2 separate regions of the Mus musculus genome follow, and region 2 is linked to region 1. Evidence: chromatin contacts called from public promoter capture Hi-C data. All regions are on one chromosome and are shown on one strand. The core of a region is the stretch at or near the end of the contact, and the rest is flanking DNA. Distances in the headings are between cores, read along the strand shown. Region 1 holds the start of Borcs7 (BLOC-1 related complex subunit 7). Region 2 holds the start of Ina (internexin neuronal intermediate filament protein, alpha).

Region 1 (4,878 bases), core at 603-3,102:
TTTTTAAAAAGAATAAACAGTAGCTGGAAAGATGGCTCAATGGATAAGAGCAAACATTGCTGTTGCAGAAGCCCAGAGTTTGATTCCCAGCACCCAACCCTTTATGAATAGCTTGCAACCACCTGAGCTCCAGGGTATCTGATGCTGCCTTGGGACCTCTGAGGGCACCTGCAGGCATGTGCACAAACCACTCCCCCTCCCCCAACACACACATAAAAATGCACACAAGTAAAAATAAATTGCCAGGTGGTGGTGGCAAATGCCTTTAATCCTAACACTTAAGAGGCAGAGGCAAGAGGATCTCTATGAGTTCAAGGCCAGCCTGGTCTAGAGAGTGAGTTCCAGGATAGCCAGGGCTACATAGAGAGACTCTGTTTTGAACATAAATAAATAAAAGTAAAAAATTGAAGATGGAGACATGACTCAGTGGTTAAGAGCACTGACAGCTCTTCTAGAGGTCCTGGGTTCACTTTCTTGCACCCACACTGGAGAGCTCACATAGGTCTGTAACTTTGATTGCACAGATCAAACACCCTCTTCTGGCCTTCAAAGGCACACGCGTCCACATGGTACACAAACAGATAGGCAGGCACATACTTATAAATAAAATAAAAATAAGAAATAAACTATAAGTAAACAAATGTACAGAAAGCAGAGCTGACCTACAGTAAAATTTTGTTTGAATTTTTTTTCTTTTTCCTCTTTTTTAAAGATTTATTTATTTTATTTAGGTGAGTACACGGTAGCTGCCTTCAGATGCACCAGAAGAGGACATCAGATCCCATTACAGATGGTTGTGAGCCACCATGTGGTTGCTGGGAATTGAACTCAGGACCTCTGGAAGTGCAGTCAGTGAGCCATCCTCCAGCCCAAGAATTTTCTTGGATGAACTTTTTTTTTTTAACCAACCTCTACAGACTCTCAATTTAGGATTTTCAAGTTCCTATTGCTATCCACTTCTTTCAGAGGTCCCAGTGTACATCATTTGACTCCATTGCTTTGGGATTATGGCACCACAGTGCACCATGTGGTGGAGGGTTGTTCACTCCAAGGTCGGGATGGAAAGAGAGACAAAAAGGGACCAGGATCACAATATCCCTTCAAAGGGTATACTCCAGGGACCTAACATCATAGTAGGACTTGCTTCCAAAGTAATTATAAGCAGAGTTTTAATTAAAAGGCTATTCATAAATACAAACTACTAATGATTAAAAAAAAAAAAAAAAGCCAGGTGGTGGTGGCACACATAGATGGATCTCCGTGAGTTTGAGGCCAGCCTAGTCTACAGTCAGGACTACACAGAGAAACCCTGTCTTGAAAACACATACGCACACACACACAGAATTTAATGATGTTGACATTTCTTTACCTTAGTCATTTGAATTTCATTTTCTTTGGCCTGTGCCCTTTGCTAATTTCAATAAAATATGTTAGAATTGAACAGGGTCTCTATTTTATTTTATAGATATTTTATTTTATAGATGTGGTCTCATGTATCACAGGTCGGCCTCCACTTGCTATACAGCCAAGAAAGACCCTGAACTTCTGACAGAGTTGTATTAATGTGCCTAGGTAACGCAGTGCTGGCCCTAAAACAGATAACAGAAGACACAGGGGTTGAGTAATTTGTAGCCACATCACTCCTTGGGATGCTATCCAGATCTTCTGACTCTAAACTAGAGATTCACCTAAATTATATTCTATCCCCTCCAGGGTAGCCTGCCTAAACGGTATCCTCCTTCCATGTCCATCAACTGAACATTTTAAGTAATTTTAGTAAGCAGTTTGAGCTAAGCGCATGCGGTCCTTCCTCTTCGCACGATTGGACGGTTGCGTCTCTTTTGGCCCCAGGGACTCGCCGTCGTCCGGCTGCGGGTGATCGCTAGTTGAGGTGATGGCGACTGGGACGCCGGATTCGCAAGCCCGATTTGGTCAGTCCGTGAAGGGGCTTCTCACGGAGAAGGTGAACACCTGTGGCACCGATGTAATCGCGCTCACCAAGCAGGTGCTGAAAGGCTCGCGGAGCTCCGAGGTGAGCGGGGCGTGGGCTCCCCGGGCCCAGTCCTCCTCCCAGCGCTGGCTCCGGGAGAGGCGGCGCATTGCATCCTGGGGAGTGTAGGCTTTTGGCCCAGGCGCGTGTTGCATTCTGGGTGAGTTTCTTCAGTTTAGGTTGAATGCTTGTAGTTGGAAGAGATGATGGGTGGGAAGGGGAGAAGCACAGGCGGGCAGATGAGCTGCGGCTCCTACACAGTGCCTGTTTGTGTTCATGGGCGTCTGTAGTGAACATCAGTCGCTTTTCGAATCTCGGCTTGGCGATGGCCTCAACTTCCAAGATTTCTTACACCTCTCTCTTTGTGGGTTTATTCTTTATATTTCTGGCCAAGCTCTTCACTGTTTCCTAGACAAGCTTTTTCTTTTGCCCTACCATCTCCTCCCCCTTTCTCCATCCTCCATCCGATTCTATGAATGGAATGATTTGATGACACGTACACGCTGCTTGTTGAGGTCGTTATCTGCCCTAGAGAAACCGTGTGCCCACACAAAGACACGTACATGTTCATACACTTTTCCTCATGAGACAACTCACACGCTCATGGACAGGTAAACGGGCATATGAGATGCAATGACCTCGTCTTTGGTATGTATTTACTAATGGAAAATTAAACGTATGGCGGTGCCTAATGGGCACACCTTAGTCTGAGCTCTCAAGAGACCTGGGATACAGAAGGGACTGCTTAGAAAACTTCCAATTTCACCTTCCTTAGTAACCCCTACCTTAGTAACCCTTCGGCAAGTGGTTACCGTTTCCAACTTAGTTTTCATAGGAACGGCACCTGCTTTCCTATGTAGTTGCAATAATGACACACTATGTTCTCAGGCCTTTGGATCTGTGCATGGATGTTCACAACATCTGACTTATATTACTTTAAACCTGCAGTGTAGCAAGAGCTGGCTTTCACTGACAGTGGCTGCAAAACAAAATAAAAATCCCATTACAAGAAGTGCTCGCCCTTACTGTATAACAGCTGTTGACATTGCTGACCTGATGATCTCTGGTGACATGTTTTGCATGTGGTCCCATCTGACACGTTGCTTTTAGGAATCTGTGTCAGGGGAAAGTTTGAAGAAATTAAAGAATTGTTATATTGCTTTTTTTTTTGCAGATATAAATTATGCAAATCATGGTTTCACCATTTGACACTTTATCATGGTTGCACAGAGTTCCTGGGTCGTTTTTTGTTGGCAGTCAAGTTGACTTTCCTTTCTTTTTTTTTTTTTTTTTTTTTTTGCTATTTCTAGATTCTGTTTCTTTTGTAGAAAGTGTATGTGTATGTAAAATGTTGCATACATCATACAAATGTGCACACACATTCTTCTAGATAAACAAATTGGGGGAAGAAATGCTATAAATAGGCTTAAACTTTTTAAAGGTGGGTTTGGGGCCAGCAAAATAGCTCAGCAAGACAAAGTGTGTGCTACCAAGCTGGACCATCCAAGTTTCTGTCCGAAACTGGGACCCATATGGTGGAAAGAAAAAAAAAACCAAACTTTGAAAAGTTATCATCAAGCTTCCACAAGTGTGGAAGCCATGGTACACACATCCTTTTCTCTCCTCCACAGATTAAGTAAATAAATGCAATTAAACTTTTTTTTTTTAAAGCCAAGTATAGTAGCACATGTCCTTAATCCCCGCAATTGGGAGGAAGAAGCAGGCAGAGCTCTGTGAGTTTGGTCTACAGAGTGAGTTCTAGCTTAGCCAGCCTGGCTGTCCTGAAACTCACTCTGTAGACCAGGCTGGCCTCAAACTCAGAAATCTGCCTGCCTCTGCCTCCCGAGTGCTGGGATTAAAGGTGTGCGCCACCACGCCTGGCAAGAGATGGTATTATATTTAAATCTAGTATATATTGAACATCATAATGAATTTACCTTTGCATGGTACTAGTTGGACACGCTACCAAAAAAATCACTGCCACCATTGGTTGCCCCTGAAGTAGCCCATTCCTTCCCGTTCCTCATCGTTCTATGTGTCTCTCACACAGGCATCTTCTCCTATCGGAGAGTTTGAGTGTGAGCCCATTAAACAGCATGGATTAAACCAAACTGAAGTTAACCTGATTTCTGAGACAGGCTCGACCCACGATTTCACAGCTCTCCAGACTTTGCCTTACTGGATTTCTTCCACAGCACCTGTAGCACATTACCTCAGCCATTTCCTGTCCTAGTTTGTGAGGTGGCTGTGTATCATAGTGACTCTCTGTTTACAGCTTTCATTTAACAAATAATTTCAAATGTCTGCTGTGTTCCAGGAACTGTTCCAGTTTCCAGGGGTCAAATAAATCTAAGTACTGGGGAAGCTTGGTATTTTTGGTGGTCATAGTGTTGGTCGTGATGATTGAACACAGAGCCTACTCGGTGGGAGGCAGACGCTCTATCACTGAGCTAAGTAGCCCAGTCGTGAAGCTTATATAGAAAAGGCAGTGGAAGCCGGGCGTGGTGGCGCACGCCTTTAATCCCAGCACTCGGGAGGCAGAGGCAGGCGGATTTCTGAGTTCAAGGCCAGCCTGGTCGACAGAGTGAGTTCCAGGACAGCCAGGGCTACAGAAAATCCCTGTCTCGAAAAACCAAAAAAAAAGAAAGAAAGAAAGAAAGAAAAGGCAGTGGATTTATGCGGTCTGAAAGGAGCACAGAGCGGAAAGCTTACAGTGAAGGGAGGAGACGGAAAATCAGTCAGCGAACACCACACCTCAGTGCAGACTAAACCCTGTGAGGAGTAGGGATCTCAGAGCAGAGAGTGGGAAGGTTTACTTTAAACAGGGACGGGTCTGTAGGAAAGTGACATTTGCACAGAAAGAGGAGTGAGATGTAGAGCGAGCCCTG
Region 2 (4,320 bases), core at 712-3,211, 320 kb after region 1:
GGTGCTGTCACTCTTACACGGTAAGCAAGGGAGGGTCGAGATGCACACCCATCACCTCTCAGTTCAATGATCTTCAAATATAACCCCGGTCATCTGCTATTGACCAAAATTCTCTGAAGCCTACTGAGCCCTATTCTGGCTACAAAAGATGACAAGAGTCTCGTGAAACTAAGAGAAATTCCGTGTTGGAAAGAATGTATGCCGTTGCTTCCTGGTGGCCTTGGGCCAGGAATGACAGCCATCTTGAAAACCGGCCAGAAGAAAGACAAAACCACACTCAAGCACTCCACCATGACTGCCAGGCAGTAATTCCTCACCACCACTGGTGTCTTCCAGCATCCGAGTCTTACAGAGCCCGAAAAAAACCAGCATGGTTTTTAGCTCGGGTTTTTGGTAAATGGTAAGGAGACAGGGCAGCTGTGACACAAAGCCAGGGGATATGTTCCATAAAATGACTTTTCTCTTACTTTCAGAGTCCTGTCCAAGTAATACATCCCTTCATGAAGTGAAACAAAACTTGTTCTAGAACCCCAAGATCATAAAAGGTGATAAGGGCCAGCTATGGTGGGCCACACTGGTGACTGCTGCATGTGGGAGGCAGAGGCAGGAGGATTGCCAGGAGCTCAAGGCCAGCTTAGACTGAGAGCAAAACCAACTTAGCTACTAGGGGCACAGAATGGGAGCCTTGTTTCAAAACAAACAAATGTAAGTTTGGAATTCGGAACTAGAAAGCAAAGGGCTTCACATTTCCTGGAGTTGTGCCACAGGATAGAAGGTAAACTAGATCCATCTATCGTTCAGGCTCCCACTCCATCCTAACCGGGTGTGGCGAGGACGGCCAATTCTGTCAGCCCTGCTCCTCTGCCTCACTCCTGGAAATGAGTCTTTGGTCCAAAGACTAATCCCCACAGAAAATGGTGCTCCCGTCCAATTCAGAATGGATTGTCAAACGCTTGCAGGGCCAGACAGATAAAAACAAAAACAAAAAAACAAAAACCGGGGTAAGAGGGGTGACTCTGAAGTGCTGGGAGCCCTGAGGAACAACGCACTTAAACAAAGGCACTCGCCCACCGCAGTCATCCTAAACCTTCTGCTTTCAAGAGTAGCAGGGGCTGGGCATTAAAAGATCAAAATCAATCCAGTTTCTGTTTAGATGAAACCTCCTGACTAGAAATCCAGTTTTGAAACGTTTTAAAATCTAATGTGTTTTGTTGTTGGTTTGGGGCTTTTTGTTTGTTTAAACCAAAGCCTGCAGCCTTTCTAGCAGCCTGCGGTCCTGGCACGCACGGTGACTGGAGGTCTAGAGGTGAATCCTGCTAATTCTCAACGCTTTGTCCTTTCCAGGACAGACCGCTTTCCTCCCGGTAACCCTTTGCACCCTTGGGGAAAAAAAAAATCAGCCTCTTGTTCGTCACCAATGTCCCCGAGAATCTCACTCTTTCTGCGAATCCTATCTCCTGTGGTGGCGGAACTGAGGGATGCTCTCTGAAGTGGTCCCACTTTCTCCGAAGAGAACCAGGAGCCGCCTAAGCCAGGAGATAAAGAGGGGGTTGCCCGCTCCCCCTGTAAAGAGTGGAGAGGAACAGGGCCTTACCCTTGGGAACTCTGGGATGCGGATGAGAATAGAGGACACCTTTCAGAAAAACCTCCTCTCCGTGGGGGATAAGAGCAGAAAAAAAAGGACAGGCTCTAACGCCATCAAAGAGCTGAGAGCGCTCGGCCGGGAAGCCAAGGTTGTTTGGGCACTCCCTCCCCTCCGGTCATTCCCAAGGCAGATTCTTGGGGTACAGGCGCAGCGGACAGGGACGGCCCAGGACGGTGGCGCGCAGCTGCGGTGGCACTGCGCTCCCCCGCCCCCGCAGGCCCCCCTTCCTCTCCCCGCTCGATCTGAAGATGAAGCTCCACCCCTAGCGCGTCGCCCCAACCCCGCGCCTTAAAAGCCCCGCACACCGCCCCGCCGCACCCAGCCTTGCCGCACCTTCGCGTCCTCGCCAGGTCCCGCCGCAGCCGCGCACCCGGCCCCGACCCCGGCACCATGAGCTTCGGATCGGAGCACTATTTGTGCTCCGCCTCCTCCTACCGCAAGGTGTTCGGGGACAGCTCGCGCCTCTCCGCGCGCCTGTCCGGGCCGGGAGGCTCGGGCAGCTTCCGCTCGCAGTCGCTGTCCCGCAGCAATGTGGCCTCCACGGCCGCCTGCTCCTCGGCCTCGTCCCTCGGCCTGGGCCTGGCCTACCGCCGCCTGCCGGCCTCCGACGGGCTGGACCTGAGCCAGGCGGCGGCGCGCACCAACGAGTACAAGATCATCCGCACTAACGAGAAGGAGCAGCTGCAGGGCCTCAACGACCGCTTCGCCGTGTTCATCGAGAAGGTGCACCAGCTGGAGACGCAGAACCGTGCGCTCGAGGCCGAGCTGGCCGCGCTGCGCCAGCGCCACGCCGAGCCGTCGCGCGTCGGCGAGCTCTTCCAGCGCGAGCTGCGCGAGCTGCGCGCGCAGCTGGAGGAGGCGAGCTCGGCGCGCGCGCAGGCCCTGCTGGAGCGCGATGGGCTGGCCGAGGAGGTGCAGCGACTGCGGGCGCGCTGCGAGGAGGAGAGCCGCGGGCGCGAAGGCGCCGAGCGCGCCCTGAAGGCGCAGCAGCGCGACGTGGACGGCGCCACCCTGGCCCGCCTGGATCTGGAGAAGAAGGTGGAGTCGCTGCTGGACGAGCTGGCTTTCGTGCGCCAGGTCCACGACGAGGAGGTGGCCGAGCTCCTGGCCACGTTGCAGGCGTCTTCGCAAGCCGCCGCCGAGGTGGACGTGGCCGTGGCTAAACCAGACCTGACTTCGGCGCTGAGGGAGATCCGCGCGCAGTATGAGTCCCTGGCCGCTAAGAACCTGCAGTCCGCCGAGGAGTGGTACAAGTCCAAGTTCGCCAACCTAAACGAGCAGGCTGCGCGCAGCACCGAAGCCATCCGAGCCAGCCGAGAGGAGATCCACGAGTACCGGCGCCAGCTCCAGGCACGTACCATTGAGATAGAGGGTCTGCGCGGAGCCAATGAGTCCCTGGAGAGGCAGATCTTGGAACTGGAGGAGCGGCACAGCGCTGAGGTGGCCGGCTACCAGGTAAGGGCTGGGATGCTGCATAGGAAAGAGTGCCCTGTCCTTTTCCGTACAGAGATAGCTTCACTCCCTGTAAACTGGTGCCCTAGGAAACCACGGGAGGGAAAGGGGAGAGAGGGGAGCGTTGACTAGAGGCGTCAGTCAACAAACAAACAAACAAATTAAAAAAAAAACCACGAAGTCTCACGCATGCAGCCGCAAATGTGGACTGTATGTGCCTGGAAGCTAGCTCTTCAAGCCCTTGATGTCTTCGCCCTCTATTTTGGAGGGTGGGGGAGTTTGAGGCACAGAGCCCAAGTCTTCATGCATATACTAGGCATATGCAGTAACACGGAGCCACAACCCCACCCCCAGTCGCTTGTCTGAACTCTTCTAACAAAGGAGTCTTTAATCTTTCTAGGAGTCAAAAAAAAAAAAAAAAGTAACCATGCCTTCCTGTCACCAAGAGTACAGACACACTAACAGAACAGTGCCGACCCAAAGTGTCCCCAGAGGGCGCAGGTCATGGCTTCTGTGGGCGGGTACTTAAGAATCTGGTTTGTTTAGTTGACTTTGAGAAGTCTTTTCTGAGTCTTACTGAGAATTGATATTTACAGAGTATCGTCCGCTTTAGGATTGGGAAGAAGGCTCACTTTCTTGAGTTTTGCTCTAAAAAAGGAGTGGGATGTAGCATATTTAAGCTAATGACAACTGCCTTGCCCCACCCTTGCGCGCGCGGGCGCACACACACACACACACACACACACACACACACACACACACACACACACACACACACGAAACCCGCGAGACACACGCGCAGTTTCCTTGTCCATCTACTAAACAAGCTTTGAGCCCGTTCAGCTTGAGACCGGTCAGGGCGCTGTCCGAGGTGCTGATCTCCTGTTCCTCCCAACGCAGAAATGTCTCCTGCTTCATTATGTTTCCAAATTGTCCCAGTTAGGAAGTCTAGGCCTCAATGCAATTAACTGCTTCTTTTTTTTTTTTTTTTTTTTTTTTTTTTTTTTTTTTGATGTAACACAATCAATCTTGGCTAAATGAACTCAAAGCTCATCTTGTAGATAGCTTCAATTTTTGCCTCCAAGGATAGCTTTGCAGTTAACAAAAACCTTTTAATCGGCTCGAAGGCTGTGAGGTCTCACTTGAAAACCTCTGTTACCTTGACATCTTTTTCAGCTTATGGGCACATGGCGAGTTACAGAGATGGTTTCTTTGTTATAGGT

Evidence for each region. Promoter capture Hi-C pulls out the DNA fragments that hold promoters and counts their contacts.
Region 2: a contact with region 1 is called in a promoter capture Hi-C map of hematopoietic stem and progenitor cells, with 4 times the contacts expected there. The contact joins the promoter of Ina here to the promoter of Borcs7 in region 1. A contact is called at or near these places in 19 of 39 promoter capture datasets (the 3T3-L1 cell line, 3T3-L1-derived adipocytes, the C10 cell line and 14 more), 4 of 484 Hi-C or Micro-C datasets (bone marrow-derived macrophages, embryonic stem cells, nephron progenitors and 1 more), 16 of 115 datasets of contacts at active chromatin or transcription factors (bone marrow-derived macrophages, craniofacial prominence, embryonic basal ganglia and 10 more) and 4 of 9 other capture datasets (adipose tissue, embryonic stem cells, liver and 1 more).

Annotation. Positions count from the first base shown.
Region 1 is chr19:46,688,054-46,692,931 of GRCm38.p6, forward strand. Borcs7 (BLOC-1 related complex subunit 7) reads left to right here and starts at 1,853. Exons shown (of 5, transcript NM_025563.3): 1 at 1,853-2,032. The coding sequence starts at 1,895.
Region 2 is chr19:47,012,720-47,017,039 of GRCm38.p6, forward strand. It overlaps Ina (internexin neuronal intermediate filament protein, alpha), which reads left to right and starts at 1,962. Exons shown (of 3, transcript NM_146100.5): 1 at 1,962-3,100. The coding sequence starts at 2,036. It also overlaps a transcript of Nt5c2 not described here.